Regions from separate parts of the Mus musculus genome. Here region 1 is linked to region 2. The links are chromatin contacts, called in public HiChIP or PLAC-seq maps. All regions are on one chromosome and are shown on one strand. Each heading gives the region's core, a stretch centred on a gene start, on an enhancer-like site or on the middle of the called end of the contact. The rest is flanking DNA. Distances are from core to core; before and after follow the strand shown. Region 1 overlaps Gm30351 (a long non-coding RNA gene). Region 2 has its middle 26 kb from the start of Gm40047.

Region 1 (5,311 bases), core at 2,441-4,940, 400 kb before region 2:
TGACATTCCAGGCTAGTGTCACAATAAAAATTAATAGCAGTAAGTTTAGAACAATACAAAAGAGGACTTGTGGGCAACTCAAAATTCCTCAAGAACATACCCATGACCGGCTCTCAGAGGTCTAAAAAAATTAAACTCATTTAAAATATTTTAGTTTGACGGTCTCAGGGCGCCTTGTCCTTACGACTCACTTCCCTCTGGTTAGCAGTTGAAGAATGTAGAACTTCATCTAGACATGGTCCAGGGGCTCTGGTGCAACTCTAACCACTGGCAGGCCTTCATTAAAGTCCATGTGATGCTAACTTTAGAAGCACAGGTATGGGGCTCACAGAGGCTTGCCCTGCCAGTGTGCCACGGGGCAACGTCTGCACGCAGCTCTCACAGGGAGATGCATAGCTAGCCTGTGAGAGTGAAGCCAAGGCTTCACGGCAGACCTCAGGCACTTGGAGACACCAGGATCATGGAAGGATGCCAACCCAAGGGGTATGCGCATGCAGAGCAAGCCCACAAAGGCTGTGCTTCCAAAGCCCTTTGGAGCTCACAACTTGCCTTCCTGTAGCCCGTGTGACAGACTTGAAACAATATTCTTCAGTATTTCTTCTGTGGTGGTGTTTATACCTCTATTGGGGACCTCTGGAATGGAGACATTTGATCTGCCTTGTAGGGAAAGTTTATAACCTGCTCTACTGATTTTTTTTTTTCAGGGGCTAAGAGCTAAGGATTTTCTTTGTCCCCCTGAGGAGACTTTGCACTCGGACTTTTCAGTGTTGGAGCCGTCAGGACTCTGGGTACGTTTAGAGATGGACTGGCTTGGAGAGGAACTTTCAAGGGAGGCAGATGCTAAGGAGGTGCCATTGAGTATCTCCCTGTTTACCATGTGCTGTTAATTACCACAGGTGGTGCTTGGAGACCATAGGCCTTTAAATCATACCTAGTAGAAGGAGCCAAGTGCCTCTGAAGAGAGTCTAGGGACCCTGGCTGCTTCTTCTGTTGTATGCTTCCACCATGGTGTGTTATGGGATGTGACCAAATGCCCAGAGCAAGAACACTACAGAACCATTCATGGAAGCCTCTGGAAACACCACCCGGAATAAGCCCCTCCTCCTTCCTGCAAGTTGGTTTATCTCGGGTATTTGTAACAGAGACCACAGATAAAGAGAAGAGCTATGAGCGACAGCTGGCAATTTTATCAATAAAGGATGGAATCGTTGGGGAAAATCCAACTGTGAGTTAGAGTAGCCTCATGCTACCTGGAAAGGCAAGATGACCAAGGAGCAGCAGATCCATCCTATTGGCTTATACAGAAATTCATTCTGCACCGGATGCCGTGAGCATCGGATTCAGCAGGGTGCGCACAGGGAATTCCTCATCTAGAACAAGGAGGCCATTTAGTGAGTTGGAATTAGTGGAAGGTGTTAGTCTCTTGGAAGCCAATGCCTGGATACCCTCGGGGAGATTTCCAAACCCTTATTCCCTTAGGATCAAAGTTAAGAAAACCTGTTTGGATGAAGATAAGGTTCTTAGTGAAGACCAAGAGATACAAGGGACGATTGGAGGGCTACCCAAATAAGTTCTTTAAGAGGACAGAACTGGGGTCTCAAAATTGGCCCCACCACCACGGGCATCTGCTGAGGCAGGTGGCTCGGGAGCCCCCAGTGTTTAGGTTCCCCTTGAGGGCGCTCTGGTGTCTATAGATGTGCTTAAGAACAAGAGTTGTCTTCAACACGTAGAACTCTGGCCCATTCACTTGCAGGAACTCCGGAGTGAGCGTTGCCCGGTGGAGGAGTGAACTTGGTGCACTGCTCCGACCCAGCTGAGCTTGGAGGGAAGCCCAGCCTCAAGCTAGCGGCATTGCTCTTGACCAAGTGCAACCGCTTCAGCCTGTGACTCTGGTATGGGCATCTCTGAGCCGTGCTCCTTGATGAGAGCGTGGGTGCCACGCTGCAGCAATGAAGGTAACTGACTGACGGGCCCTTCTGAGGCTCGGCCCCAACAGCAAGGCTGGAAAGACTGTGTCTAGGAAACATCTGGGCGTTGTCAGGATATGCAGCGGCACTTACAAAAGAGAACAGAACAAAAGAGCGCATACACTTTTAGGTATTTCTACCAATCTTTTTATTTTTTTAGTTATTTGCTGTTTTTTAATAGAAGAGGAAATTTTAGCAGGACTAAGCTTCATGCAATATTTTCTTCCTTAGTTATTTAAACTTTTTTTTTTTTTAACTTACAGAAATCCTTCCAATTACAGATCAAAGCACACGAAAAGAAACACTTCTAGAATCAAAACCAGGGTTAAGGGTAGGTAGAGGACGAAGGACTCTGTGGTTTGTTCAGCCTAGAGGAATGAAGGAAATGATATTTCAAAGTGAAGACTGAAGGGCAGAGCTCATCACCGTGGGACATAAATATGATATATTGTACAGTGAGGAGGAGGAGGATGCTGAGGTCAGGATAGAGCCACGTTGTGCCTCAACCATATACATCTCCAGTCAGGAAATCCTGCTTCGTGACAGCAGGAAATTCAAGAGCACTGGGAGGTTCCAACCTCAGTCCCAACTTCTCTGTGGTGCGAAGGGGGGTTGGGGGGTGGTGGCTATCACGCTGGGCAAAGGAAGCTCTGTGTATTCCAGGGAGAAGAAGGGAGGAAATTAGTTACCCAAAACAACTAGGTTCAGAGGCTCTGCTGCAGGGAGAAAAGCCCCCACATCCCACGAGATTTCAGGAAGCCGGTCCAGCCCTACTTAGCAGCATGAATAGGCAGAGGAAAGAATGTGAAGGCAGATAAAGAGGGCTGCCACAGCCCCAGCTGGGCCTGTTTAAATAAGTCTGGCATCGAATGGAAGATGAACAGGGAGGACTGGGGAAAGGCATGTGGCTCTTCACAATAGTGCCCCCCCCTCCGAACCTCCCCGCCCCGCAGCATTTTTTCTGAGTGGGCAGGGAGTAAGGAGTTGGTCCAGGGGTTAGATGACCCCACCCCACTAGGATGGTGGATCGGATGACCCGTTCACGATGAACCTGTAGCCTTCAACTTTGTGATAGTGACATTTCAAACAGTGAAAGTGAGAGTGGTTTCTGAAAGTGCTCTCAGGAAGATCCACTCTCTGCCCTCTCTGCCCGCTGACTTAAGGACTCCACATTCTGGAGGTGACACTGAACTTGACACTCATGACTATGCTGTCCACTTGTTGTTGGAATCAAGCAGACGCTTTTACGAGTTGATACATTTCTATAATGCCTCTGTGGCAAACAGAAGACTGGTGGAAACCATCTCCCATTCATAATTTACCAACTGCATGTTCTGAAGAAACCATTGTATTTAGAAGGCACACAATGACTGCGACATTTAACGTTATTCATCATGATGCGCGAACCCCAACAGATCGTTTACTGGAAAGTATTTTGAGAAATTTACAGATGGGAAATGGCAGGCACCACAAGTCTGCTGGGTCTCTGCCCATTCTTTTCAAAGGTAGGAAATGTCCCTTTTCTTTGTGATATTGGCTCACCACTCTGTGAACCGGAGTGAGTAGACTGGGTCAAAGGTGAAGGGAGCGGAGCGAGCAAAAGTGTGTGGGTGATTACTGCACACGGGCCTCCTTCCAGGCAAGGTGGTCAGGTTGATCTCAGCACAGTACTCTCCCTCTCTCTGCCAAGAGGATGCGGTTAATTGGATTGGCAGATGTGGGAGGAACTGACGCTAGCAGATCATTTAACCAAATGCTTTAGTGTTTAACTGGATTCTCTATCAAGTGGTGTGCATCTACGCGTGCAGTCATTCTCACAACAAGCTTATAAGGGTTAGCCCATTTTACAGAAGAGAAACCTCCCAGCAATTTTGCTTTAGGACACAGAGGTATTAAGACACATAGTAAGATTTATAGCAAATGCCTGACTTAGTTCCCCCCTTTAGATTTTAAAATATATTTACTTAAGGTTATTCATCCATGGGCATATATTCATTTAAAGATGGGATTGGCAGTCCGTAGGTAAGCTTCCCGTGGAATTCCTTGTGTTGGGGAGGGAACTGGAGAGAAGGTGCATTTATGTGGACTCTTCTCAAAGTGCCACGCCCAGCGTTTTCTCCCACCGCAGTGGCTCTTCTAAAGACCATACAGATTGAAAATCCTACTGCTCCTTCTATCTTTACCTGGTCCCTTCAGATGGTCCTGGGTAAAACTTTATTTCAGCTCTCACTGTGAATACTCAGGATTGTGAACCCTTCAAAGCAGAAAATCCCACCATCAGGAAAATTATATTTGATGTTTGCTCCTGTTTGGACCACCCTGTGGCTGCCACTGCCTCTGCTGATGTCATCATCATCATCATCATCATCATCCTCTTGTGACCTGTGTAGGACCTGTGCTTCTGGAGCCATTCCAGAGATGGGAGGTGGTGATGACGATGTCTTGGAAACCTCTGGTCAGAAGCTTGGCTTTATATAGAGTGTGGCCAGATGGCTTTGTCATCTGCCTTATCCACAAGTCTCCATTTGATAGGAATTCTGTGAAGTATAAGCCAAAAGGAAATTCAGATTAACTCTGCAGATAGTCAACAGAGAGAGAGACAGACAGACAGGCAGACAGACAGAGACAGAGAGACAGAGAGAGAGACAGAGACAGACAGACACACACATAGAGGGAGAGACAGAGATAGACACACAGACTGAGAGACAGAGAGAAACAGACAGACAGACAGACAGACACAGGGGTAGGGAATGCAAGGATGCTGTGAAGGTTAAGAGAATGGACGTACACCTGGCACTGAACGGTGTCTGGCAGCATTACATGTCGGCTGTTATTGTCACTGATGTTTTAATGTGTTGCTTTCTGAAGATTTGGCTGTAAATAATTAAAGGACATGTGATCTAAAAAGATGTCTTAAAGTCCCATTTACTGAGCCATTTTTCTTTGTCATTCTTTTCTCTTACGTCCTTATTCTCTCCGTCCTTACAAAGGTAGTTTCTTCAGTCAGCAAAGATACTCTCATGCAGAGGACAAATAACGTGTCCACGCTTGGGGCCACTGATTTTAAAATGTGACATTATAAACCGGTAATGTTCACTATCAAATACTCAGGGATACCAGAGAATGAGTAGCAAAAGCCAGCCATTTGTAGTGATGCAGTTTTGAGGGGCAAAAATCAGAATGCCTTGAAGAAGTGAAGGTAGTCAGCGGGGCCTGTGAAATATCACCACGCAGATGCATTGTACGAACAGAACTGATAGAACACTGAGGTATTTCTGAGAACCACACAGTCTTTCTTGGCTCTAGGTGAGGTTAACTTGGGTGTGGGAGAAGTAAGCTCCCAG
Region 2 (4,906 bases), core at 86-2,585:
CTACAAAAGGAATGTGCCATCCTTGGGATAAAGAGGTGGAGACCAGAGTCTCTTCAGGCTCTGTGAGCGTGACATTCAAGGACAGTCCAGAGTTCTGTAGCTCTTCTCACCTTCTGGCATTCTTACCATCAGGGACAGATGTTAAAAGCAATCCATCTGCATAAAAATCTCCATAAACAAGAGCCTGATTGCTTTGAGTCTGGGAAAAAGTTAGAATGTAGTTCAACATCAATCCAATCCTTCTGGTCAACCTTCTAAAAAGGAACATTACAATGAGTGGCCTGCATATTTGTATATAAATAATATCTGTGATGTTAGAATGTAAGATGCCTCCAGCATGGCTTCCTAATCTCCCACAAGGACACGTCTGTTGTGTGTGGCTCTTCTCTTAGCCTAACACCAAGCAGGGCACACAGTCCATGTGCGAGTGGAACTTTCTTTTCAGAATTCTGCCCAACTCAAACATCATATTATTGTATATAAATGTAATTCAAGATTATTTCTGTCTTTTTGTTTAAATATTGTATTGAGATTTTCAATCAAAAACATACATTTCTCATGTATAGCTATTGGCTTAAAAGTATACTGAAAGATACATTATTCTATGAAGTTGAATTTTATACAAATCTATTGAGAAAAAAATGTTTTCTACAGAGGTTTAACTCTCTTATTTGTTCAATAGGTTTATTACCTGTCTGCCCTCACTGTGGCCAGTTATAGCCTGACATTTGCCATATTGGAACAAAGTTTGAAGAGTAAGCCACCTGCAACTGACAGAGTTGCCATTTTGTACGTGGTCGAGGTTCAGCTAGTGATTAGTTTTACATGAAGTTTTCAGCTAGATTCCCATTTCAGTTATGACTCAGATCCCTGCTTCAAGGCTCACCTTGGTCCAAATTTAGCTTAACAAATTCTAATGAGGAAAAAGTGCACTGGAACACAGCCACGCCCACTGGAGAGAGGTAGGTAGCAAAGGAAAGAAGATGGTATCTGCTTTGGAAAGTGAGGAATTGCTTTTCTTCCCTCCACACTCTTTTTTGGGGAGCAGGGTTTAAAAGAGGGTTTGTAGCCCTGGCTATCCTGGAGCTCACTCTGTAGTCCAGGCTGGCCTTGCCTGCCTCTGCCTCCCAAGTGCTGGGATTAAAGGCATGCGGCACCACTGCCTGGCTCTTCCTCCACACTCTTCACAGCACATCAGATACCGTAGTGGTGCTCACAACTGAAGAATCTCAGACGTTGAGTGCAATGTTCCTGCAGCTCAGCTGACTGTCCCCAAACCACAGCTCTGCCTTCAGAGAAAGGGAGGCTGGGCTTTCCCGGAGACACATAGCTGTGGTTTCCTGAGTCACACCCCAGACGAGCTGGGTTTCCTGTAGATGTGCCCTGCTGCTGGTCTATGCAGTAGGCTTTCCATGTGGTGAATATAATCAAGAAAACAAAGATGGACAGGGGTATGTCGTGTAGGGGAAATGTCCTGCAGAGGAAGACACCAAGGCTTAGAGAGGAGGTTCAATACTTGCTGAAGGTCACAGCCAGAAAGTGGAAGAGGCAGGATTCTACTCTCACAGTCTAGTCTAAAGGGCAACCGCTGCCACCACATCACATCTGAGTGGGCCACACATTCCATCACTCTCATTAGAACCCTAACCAACCCACCCATAATGGAATGCCTTGGCCCCCCAGTTTACCAAATTTAAATAGGCTGTCTTTGCTTCCATCTTCAAATGGGCTCCCATACAAAACGTCTTCAGTTCTAGGTCAAGGTCTATCTTACTATCATGCCTCTCCTACACTTGGACTACCAGGAAGCCTCTGATTTCAGGGAGGTCAATGACCTTGCCAAAGTTGCTGAGTAGGCACTTTTTCCATTATGCTTTTGTTTTTCAGCCCCATTTCCACTGGCAGTGATGCCCTTGCTCTTGGATCTTTACATTCCTTTGGCAGCTTCATTGCTATATCTTCTGGCTCACTGCTGGCTTTCCTTAACCAGTTTTGAGGATCCCTGCAGATCTGCCCATTGAGTAAATGTGCTATTCCAGTGATTGCCAAATCTTTACCTCCCAACCAGTAACAGCCCATCATATACTGTCTACCATTAGCCCACCCTCACATCTAGGACATGGCTCCCTCAGACTCAGCCATACTGCCTTCTGCTTCATGTCTCCAAGTAACGCAGCCTTTCTGATCTGACTCTTACGTTGAGCAACTGCACTGCCATTATCCCCTCCTCTAGTGAACTGAATCCTTCTCCTTTTCCCTCTGCTCATCTTCAGATCTTCATGTAGACATCACTTCCAGGAAGTGGGGGTCCCTTTGCTTACTATCAGATCTGGGTACATTTCCACACCTCTCTTGCTATTGCAATGTTTCTTTTCTCTGTATCCTTGAGATTTGAAGCTTAAACTCCCACTAATTAGTATAATCAGTCCTAATCCCAGTCAATGAAGATATTCAATAAATATTGGGCATGTAGAAAAGGAATGGATTGAGGGAGGGAGGGATACCTGGAGGGAGAGATTGAGGGATGGAGGGAGGGATGAATGGATGGAGGGATGGGAATGGCAGCATAATTTATTTAACCTAGTCTCAGGATGCTCTTCAATGACATAAGTCAAAAACTGAGCAGTTAGCATCAAGAGATACCACATGCATCCTAAAGCCCTGCTTTCAACTCAACCATGTCTGTCCACTGCAGGAGTTTCTACTCTTCAGCACAGAAACTTTACCCTATCCTTTATCCTCCACACATAGCTTCATTTCTAGCTTAATCCTCCTCACTTGCCATGGACAGACTGCCTTAAAGGATCTCATCTCACAGTTGTGGAATCTGGAGACCAAGCTATATGCAGAGTCAGTGTGTCCCAAGGCCTCCCTTTGTGGCTTACAGCTACCTACTCTCTTAGTTAGGGTTTTATTGCTGTGAGGAGACACCATGACCAAGGCAACTCTTATAATGTCAAACATTTAATTGAAGCTGGCTTACAGTTTCATAGGTTTAGTCCATTATCATCATGGTGGGAAGCATGGCAGTGTGCAGGCAGACATGGTGCTGGAGAAGGAGTTGAGACCGTATACCACACTTGGCATAGTTTAAGCATAGGAAACTTCAAATCCCACCTCCACAGTGACATACTTCCTCTAGCAAGGCCACACCTACTCCAACAAGACCACACCCGCTAGTAGTGCTACTTCTTATGGTTAAGTATTCAAACACATGAGTCTATAGGAACCATTCCTATTCAAACCACCACAATCTGTAATCCATTTTAAATTAGCTTGGTATGTTAACAATAGGTTCATTCTAATATTAACTAATTGAAGAGTTGGTTTTTTTCCAAATGGGATGTTGGATTAATTGAAGCTTTTTCTATATTTCTGGGGAAAATGTGCTTTTTCCTTTCTGGTTTATTAATATATTTAATAACATTGGTTGATTATTGGATGGTAAACCAGCATACTTGGAATAAAGACTACTTAGCTATGATAATGATTCACTTTAGACATTTTGGGGTTAGAGTTCTTAAACATATATATTTTAAAGATTTATTTATTTATTTACTTATTAATGTACATGAGTACACTGTAGCTATCTTTAGAAAGACTAGACAGGGCATTAGGTCTCATTACAGATGGTTGTAAGCCATCATGTGGTTGCTGGGAACTGAACTCAGAACCTCTGGAAGTGCTTTTAACCACTGAGCCATCTCTCCAGTCCCAGATTTCTAAAATTTGATTCCAATATTTTTGCACCTGTATCCAGAGTGGTATTAGTATATGGCTTCATTTTTCTTGGAATAGTGTCTCTTGTTTAGTCTCTAGACAATGCTAGTCTTGTTAATGGAGTTGGTATACCTTCACTGTAGAATTCCAGAAGAATTTGTAAAAAAAAAAAATTGGTATTTATGTTTTTTAAATATGTTTTAAAGAAAACCCATTGAAGCCATTTAAACCTAGAACTGTCCTCATAAGAAGACTTGTAAGCTACAAATTCATTATTTTAATAGATATGCAGGTAACTATGTAGGTTATCTACCTCTTTGGGTTCTGTTTTAATTAAGTTGTTGATCAAGTTGTTCATGATAACAGTGTCCTCTTACTGTCTCTACTGATACAGCCTTTGCCATTCTTGAGACTGGTAATTTGTGCCTTTCAGTTTTTTTCTAGATAGCTCTGACTATAAGTTCATAAGTCTAGTTGACTATTTCAAAGAGGCCCTTCAGTTTCATTATTTTCTCTATTGTTTTTGACCCTTAGTTTCTTGATTTTCATTCTTATATTTATCATTTTCTTTTATTTATTTATTTATTTATTTATTTTCCCCATTTTTTATTAGGTATTTAGCTCATTTACATTTCCAATGCTATACCAAAAGTCCCCCATACCCACCCACCCCCACTCCCCTACCCACCCATTCCCCCTTTTTGGCCCTGGTGTTCCCCTGTACTGGGGCATATAAAGTTTGCGTGTCCAATGGGCCTCTCTTTCCAGTGATGGCCGACTAGGCCATCTTTTGATACATATGCAGCTAGAGTCAAGAGCTCCGGGGTACTGGTTAGTTCATAATGTTGTTCCACCTATAGGGTTGCAGATCCCTTTAGCTCCTTGGGTACTTTCTCTAGCTCCTCCATTGGGAGCCCTGTGATCCATCCATTAGCTGACTGTGAGCATCCACTTCTGTGTTTGCTAGGCCCCGGCATAGTCTCACAAGAGACAGCTACATCTGGGTCCTTTCGATAAAATCTTGCTAGTGTATGCAATGGTGTCAGCGTTTGGATGCTGATTATGGGGTGGATCCCTGGATATGGCAGCCTCTACATGGTCCATCTTTTCATCTCAGCTCCAAACTTTGTCTCTGTAACTCCTTCCATGGGTGTTTTGTTCCCACTTCTAAGGAGGGGCATAGTGT

What was found. HiChIP or PLAC-seq counts read pairs in DNA pulled down with a chosen protein or histone mark.
Region 1: a contact with region 2 is called in a BATF HiChIP or PLAC-seq map of CD8 T cells, with 7 read pairs. The contact joins two enhancer-like sites. A contact is called at or near these places in 1 of 484 Hi-C or Micro-C datasets (nephron progenitors) and 2 of 115 datasets of contacts at active chromatin or transcription factors (CD8 T cells and T-cell acute lymphoblastic leukemia).

The regions. Positions count from the first base shown.
Region 1 is chr3:52,953,125-52,958,435 of GRCm38.p6, reverse strand. Gm30351 (a long non-coding RNA gene) reads right to left here. Exons shown (of 5, transcript XR_375652.4): 5 at 3,937-4,504. It overlaps Gm30402 (a long non-coding RNA gene), which reads left to right and starts at 544. Exons shown (of 3, transcript XR_867282.1): 1 at 544-788; 2 at 897-2,097; 3 at 2,231-2,260. Within about 2 kb of position 3,690, at least 40 of the 459 cell types and tissues checked have an H3K27ac peak or open chromatin away from gene starts, as enhancers often do. A contact at or near this core is called in CD8 T cells, where this site is marked.
Region 2 is chr3:52,551,645-52,556,550 of GRCm38.p6, reverse strand. No RefSeq gene overlaps it. Among named protein-coding and RNA genes, the nearest start is that of Gm40047, 26 kb to the left of the region's middle. Within about 2 kb of position 1,335, at least 115 of the 459 cell types and tissues checked have an H3K27ac peak or open chromatin away from gene starts, as enhancers often do. A contact at or near this core is called in CD8 T cells, where this site is marked.